Linked DNA regions of Drosophila melanogaster: region 1 is linked to region 2. The links are chromatin contacts, called in public HiChIP or PLAC-seq maps. All regions are on one chromosome and are shown on one strand. Each heading gives the region's core, a stretch centred on a gene start, on an enhancer-like site or on the middle of the called end of the contact. The rest is flanking DNA. Distances are from core to core; before and after follow the strand shown. Region 1 holds the start of Trf4-1 (Topoisomerase related function 4-1). Region 2 holds the start of CG2258.

What was found. HiChIP or PLAC-seq counts read pairs in DNA pulled down with a chosen protein or histone mark.
Region 1: a Psq HiChIP or PLAC-seq map of the Kc167 cell line shows a contact between it and region 2, with 2.8 times the contacts expected there. The contact joins the promoter of Trf4-1 here to the promoter of CG2258 in region 2. A contact is called at or near these places in 2 of 107 Hi-C or Micro-C datasets (the D17-c3 cell line and the Kc167 cell line) and 1 of 6 datasets of contacts at active chromatin or transcription factors (the Kc167 cell line).

What each region holds. Positions count from the first base shown.
Region 1 is chrX:8,559,509-8,562,208 of dm6, forward strand. It overlaps Trf4-1 (Topoisomerase related function 4-1), which reads left to right and starts at 1,387. Exons shown (of 5, transcript NM_001272411.1): 1 at 1,387-1,751. CG12112 reads right to left here and starts at 684. Exons shown (of 4, transcript NM_132261.3): 1 at 413-684; 2 at 145-350; 3 at 1-71. The coding sequence starts at 515.
Region 2 is chrX:8,100,149-8,102,848 of dm6, forward strand. It overlaps CG2258, which reads right to left and starts at 1,306. Exons shown (of 9, transcript NM_001298071.1): 1 at 921-1,306. Gclc (Glutamate-cysteine ligase catalytic subunit) reads right to left here. Exons shown (of 5, transcript NM_001298072.1): 5 at 2,033-2,700.

The DNA.
Region 1 (2,700 bases), core at 137-2,636, 460 kb after region 2:
TCCTCGGAGAAAATGAGTCTTATGGTGCGGCTTAATCTTCCCTGGCGCAGGAATTTCCGCATGGAATTCGTCTGATCAGGGATCATATAAGTACAACTATATAATATTCTATTGATGGAAAAGCATGAGGAAGGAGAAACTTACATAGATCCCCCTGGAGTCCTGGCTTATCTTGTGATTCACTTCGACCAGATCCTCCTCATACATAATTGGAAAATCATCGTCCGGATTTCCCTTCGCCTTCGGCTTGGTCGTTTTCATCGACTGCTTAACGAATTCCGTAAGTGTCTTAACCGCCCTCGTCAAGTTTTCGATTTCTGCGCGCTGCGACAGGACTTGGGAATTGAGTTCTAAGTGGGTTAGGTAATGTAATATGATCCGGTGTTATAAGATATGTATGTCACAAACATACCATCTATCTTTGTTAGCAGCATGGCATTGGCTGCGATATGACTATTCTCGGTGGCGAGGCAAAGTCTCTTGATTTCAGGCATTGCTTCGTTAATTTTTAGCATTAAAGTGAATACATATGTATATTTAGTTTATGAATTGAGGAAAGTCCCTAATGGAAGCGATTCGCTTCGCTACACAGTTAAGCTCCAAATGGAATTCCTCGCTGTTTCATCATTGCCTTCGCTAGGCGACGAATGGGAAAGTAAGGGCACGGGCAAAAACTCCCTCTTGCTCATCACATATGAGTAACTGGTGAATCAGTGATGACGACGTCTGATTAGCGGCGGAACTGTACAGTAGTACAGAGAACATGGTGAAAGCCAGAATATCGCATGACAACCAATCGCATAAGCCACAGGATAAATAATACTAATTGTTTATAATAATCACAATGTTTTTAACGAATTTAGTTGGTGATGCGTCCTGTCAGTTGAGTAGGTGGGAATAGCATGGACTTTCCCCAAATAACAAATGCTAAGTTGGGTTTTTTTAAAATTGATTTAATACATTTTTTTTATGTTACAGTTAAATTTGAAACTATATTTAACAAGCAATTTGGATGTCATCGATATTTTGTAATAGGACCATTCACTTAGCGGAGTCATCAACCTTGGCGAATCTAGCGAGCACATCCACCTCTCGCTTATCAGGTCTATCGATAACATCGCTCATCAATCGATTCGTGAACCAGCTCTATCGCGAAACGGTCGCGTGTTCGCACGCAAATTGCAATATAAATCCACAGAAATTGACAGGGAACGTTGCTAAAGGGCGAAAAACAATCGTGCCGCGATTGAGGCCTGCGATCTGCACAGGAAATGCACAATTGCGAAGCGCAATTTGATAAATTCGGTAATGTTCGATTCTCGAAAGAACCAGTCGTGTGCGTCTGTATGTGCTTCAAATGTCACTCTGTGTGCGGGTGTGTGGGGAGTGCATAAAAGGCATAGAGGCAGCAAGGAGTGAAAGAGAGAGCTCCATCGGCAGCGCAACGAAAGTGAGCGAGAAGCAGAAATTGTTAGTGCTTATAAGGATATGTGAGAAGGGAGAGTGAGACAGTAAGAAAGAACGGAAGAAGCAGCAGCGACGCCGACCGACAACAACTGTAATTTTCCATTAATTTTTGGGCGGGTTTTGTGCTGCACAATAATACAACTGGCATAATATAACTTGGCTTATTTTTTATAACCAACATGTGTATTTTGTTCACGTTTTGCTGCGTGTGTAGGTGTGAGTATATGTATGTGTGATAAACTTGAAATACAACGCAATCGCAACGAGAACCAAAACTTGTCAAGGTAAAACGGCTAAAAAAAAAGAAGAAACGAATTGTGTGTGAAAAATTCCAACTGAATTACGCGAGAAATCATGTGAAGAGCAGTTCGATACGCATGTGTGTGCGTGTGATAGAATACGAGGATGAGAGCGGGCGTGCGTTTGGAGTAGTCTGCTTAATTGATTTTCGCTTAATTACTGCAGCGGTTGCATAAATTAAATGTTTACATTTGCCCCGGACAGTGCTGTAAAGAGAGAGAGCCCTTCGAAGCCAGGTGGCAACACCGAGGCCCGTCTATCGATATCCACTGCAATTAATTACTCCGACTAATTTCAGCCTCTGTATGTTTTTTGCCGGTTAAAACAATAAATCGCTCTCTCTTTCTGCCTTTCTTCAATATCACTTCGCCCCGCTCTCTCACTTGCTCTCCTTGGGTCGTTAGCCAACACTGGCGAACATTAAGAAAGTGTTAATTTGCCTAAAATGTACAAGTACATGTGCGCGATGGCCTGCTGTAAATGTGTGTGGGTGTACGGGAGTTTTCCTCTGTCAAATGCAACTAAGTTTTTTTTTACCGAAAATTCAGCCAGCAAATGAAAATCGTATCGGGTAAAATATGCATTAGGTGTAGGTGTGTGCGCATTTAGCGGTTTCTCTGCCCATCTTTCTTCTCCCTTTTTTCTTATTGTATTATATTTTTTTTGCATAATCGAAGCCGCCTTTCGGTACATGTGCATGTGTGCTGTCCCGCTCCCACTCCCACCCCCATACTACGGCCACCTGTACGCCCTTGCACACTCACACACAAACGCACACACCCAACAGAGTCACACGCACGCTGCACAAAACTAGAGTAGCTATCAGTGTATTGGTGCGAGATATAATATCACTTGGGAAGTCATTTATTTGCGGGTCTCGGAGTCTCGTGAGCTGTTTTTCCTTCTGTTTTTTTTTTTCGAATTGCTTGTTGT
Region 2 (2,700 bases), core at 56-2,555:
GCTACACTGAAAAAAGCACAAAGTGCATTCAATTTATACACTATTTTGAACAGTTTAGAGAGAAAGGTACGTGTTCAAGTCCAACTTCTGTCCTAAGAACTTTTACATATATTTAAAAACAAATTTAGATTTTTTTTAAATTTAAATTTTCTTTGGGTGCCTATTTTATTGCTTTGTGTGAAAATCTCAACACGAGCAAATCCGTTTCAAAACACAGCGCCCCCTCCACTGCCCCGCCCACTCGTGCTTTCTCTCTCCACGCGCGCGCATTTCCCTCTCTCTCTCTCTCTCTATCTTTCTCTCACACTTTTTTCTCGCAGGATATCCGTGCAAGAGTGAACCGGTTCATAAATAAGCCAGTGAATAGCGGTACAAATAACAGTAATATTTGTGGCCCACATTTGTGGTTTTAATATAATGCATGCATTAAATCTTCACAAATATCTTTATGTATATTAATTTTTAATAAAGCTACAATACTAATGGACGTTTTCAAAGTTAGGCTTTTCGCACTTTTTCAAATATTTTGCGGTTAATAAAACCTAAAATGAACTAGATCATTTGCTTTAAGTACTTCAAAATCAACTACTTTTCAAAATTTACTATAAACAAGTGTTGTGTAGTTACAAATTACAAAGGATAGTAATAGATGTACAGGACTGTTCTAAAGAAAACCTTGTATTTCCTATAGGACTGCCCCAAAAGAAATCTTATTGGACATCCAATAGGACCGAAGGCCCCTCTGTCGCCGATGATTCACCTGGTGAATGCTCTCGAATGCAAAGTGATTTTCGGAACTGCAGGGCTGCTGTACTCACTCACGCACACAAGGACACGCGGTGAATGGGTGTAATGTATGGAAATGCGACAATGGGCACAACACAAAAAGGATGCAATGAGAATGTGCCCCGCTCACTTACCCATGTTGTTGGGCGCACCTTTTACCGTAATTGCGTTTGTCGGTTGCTGTTGTTGTAGTCGCTATTGCTGCTGTTGTCTTCTTCCTGTTGTTTCCTGTCTCAGACGTCAGCTATCCTTCGTCCTGCGCCCTCCCGCACATCCGCTGTTGGCGTCCAGGAGCCAAGGACGTTTGCATATGTGTGTGTGTGTGTGTGGATGTGTGTGCTTTATGTTGCCTTCCGACGATGGGCGTGTTTGCTGCTCCTCTCTTTTGTGCTTTCGATGTCCTTTTGAAGGCGACACAGCTAGTTCCGCTGCTCCATCACTTGTTGTTGTTCCCTTTGGCCGCAGCACGCGAATGAGAAGCTCACTTGATTAATTCCAATGATGCGAGATGCGAAATGCAATGGGCGATGCGAGAAGGGTGATGCTGCTCCTCTCCTGGCAAAATGCGATGCACTTGTTTTATGTCTCTTTTGCTCTCCTGTCTATTTGTCTGTCGCCGGGGAGGGGCGATGGTCGGAAAGGGAATTCTTGTGGGGGGCGGTGATCACTCGATAAGGCGAAACTTTAGCAACAAGAAGTGTTGCAATTGTATTAACATTTTCTTGAATGTTAACAGTTTAAAAACCGCACTCACTCTTTGGCAATTGTTTAGTTTTCAAAATTTATTTAAATAAATACTTGTTATGCGCTTTAAAGAGAGAGCACTGTATCTAAAAAGTATGAGCGACAAATTGTTGTTGCACAGATATACATATGTGTTTACAACAACAACAATAACAAACTATTCCACACCCAAAAAAAAGCCGCAAGCTAACACACACGCGCACAAGGGTTAACGGCGTTTAGAGTTTGTTTATATATTGTTTTAAACAAGCCACGAATAACACTAACCAAAATTTGAGCACATCCAAGTGGCGTTAACTAAGTTTTCACCATTTTACCAAACAAAGACAGCGGGATCAACAAACAAAAATTATCCAATCACTTGTTTTTATTTCCTATTTGCTCTTCTCCTTTTAATGTAGAGGTGGGGCATGCCGGCCTGTTATCGTTATCGATATCAGATATATGTGGGCTGCCAACTTGGCGCTAGAATTTAAATGTTGAAAAAAAGCTCGATCTCTTTCGGTTTTCAGGAAAACGTTTCTTTATTTGCATATAATATTTAACTCGTTTGTGGGGGACAGTACGTGTAGTGATTTATATAAAAATACTGATTTTAAGGGCAAGCTAATTCTTGGGATGCGTTATAAAAATGTTTATTTAAATGCTAGCAAGTTTTTTTTTCTGGTTAAACGTTTTGCCTGTGGCACACATATGTAGTATATATATTGTTTTTATTTTTTCATTTTGATTAGTTATAACCGCAATTTGCTATTTTAGACTACAATTCACAGGGGAAACCCCTTTGTAATAACGTTCACTAGGCGTAAATAGTTTATAAGTACAGTTTTTGTTTGATTCAGAAGGCATCATATAAAAAGTTCCTAAGTCCTGGACGACCCAATTCGATTAAGTTTAAAGATTCAACAATATTTTCCGTTTATTTGCTTGCTTGTGGTCACAATAAATCATAATCGTATCATAATGGGGAAACAATCACATACACAATAAATTATAATAGCACAGTGTTGTTTTTTTCGTTATATGTGTACTTATCATATCTAGTTTAATAACAGCAGGCCACTTTTAAACAAATGTGTATTTGCGTGTGTATGTGTGTGTGTGTGTGTAAATATATCTATTAAAAAAAATAAACAACTTTTCATTGTACTTGCATTTATAAGAATAGGA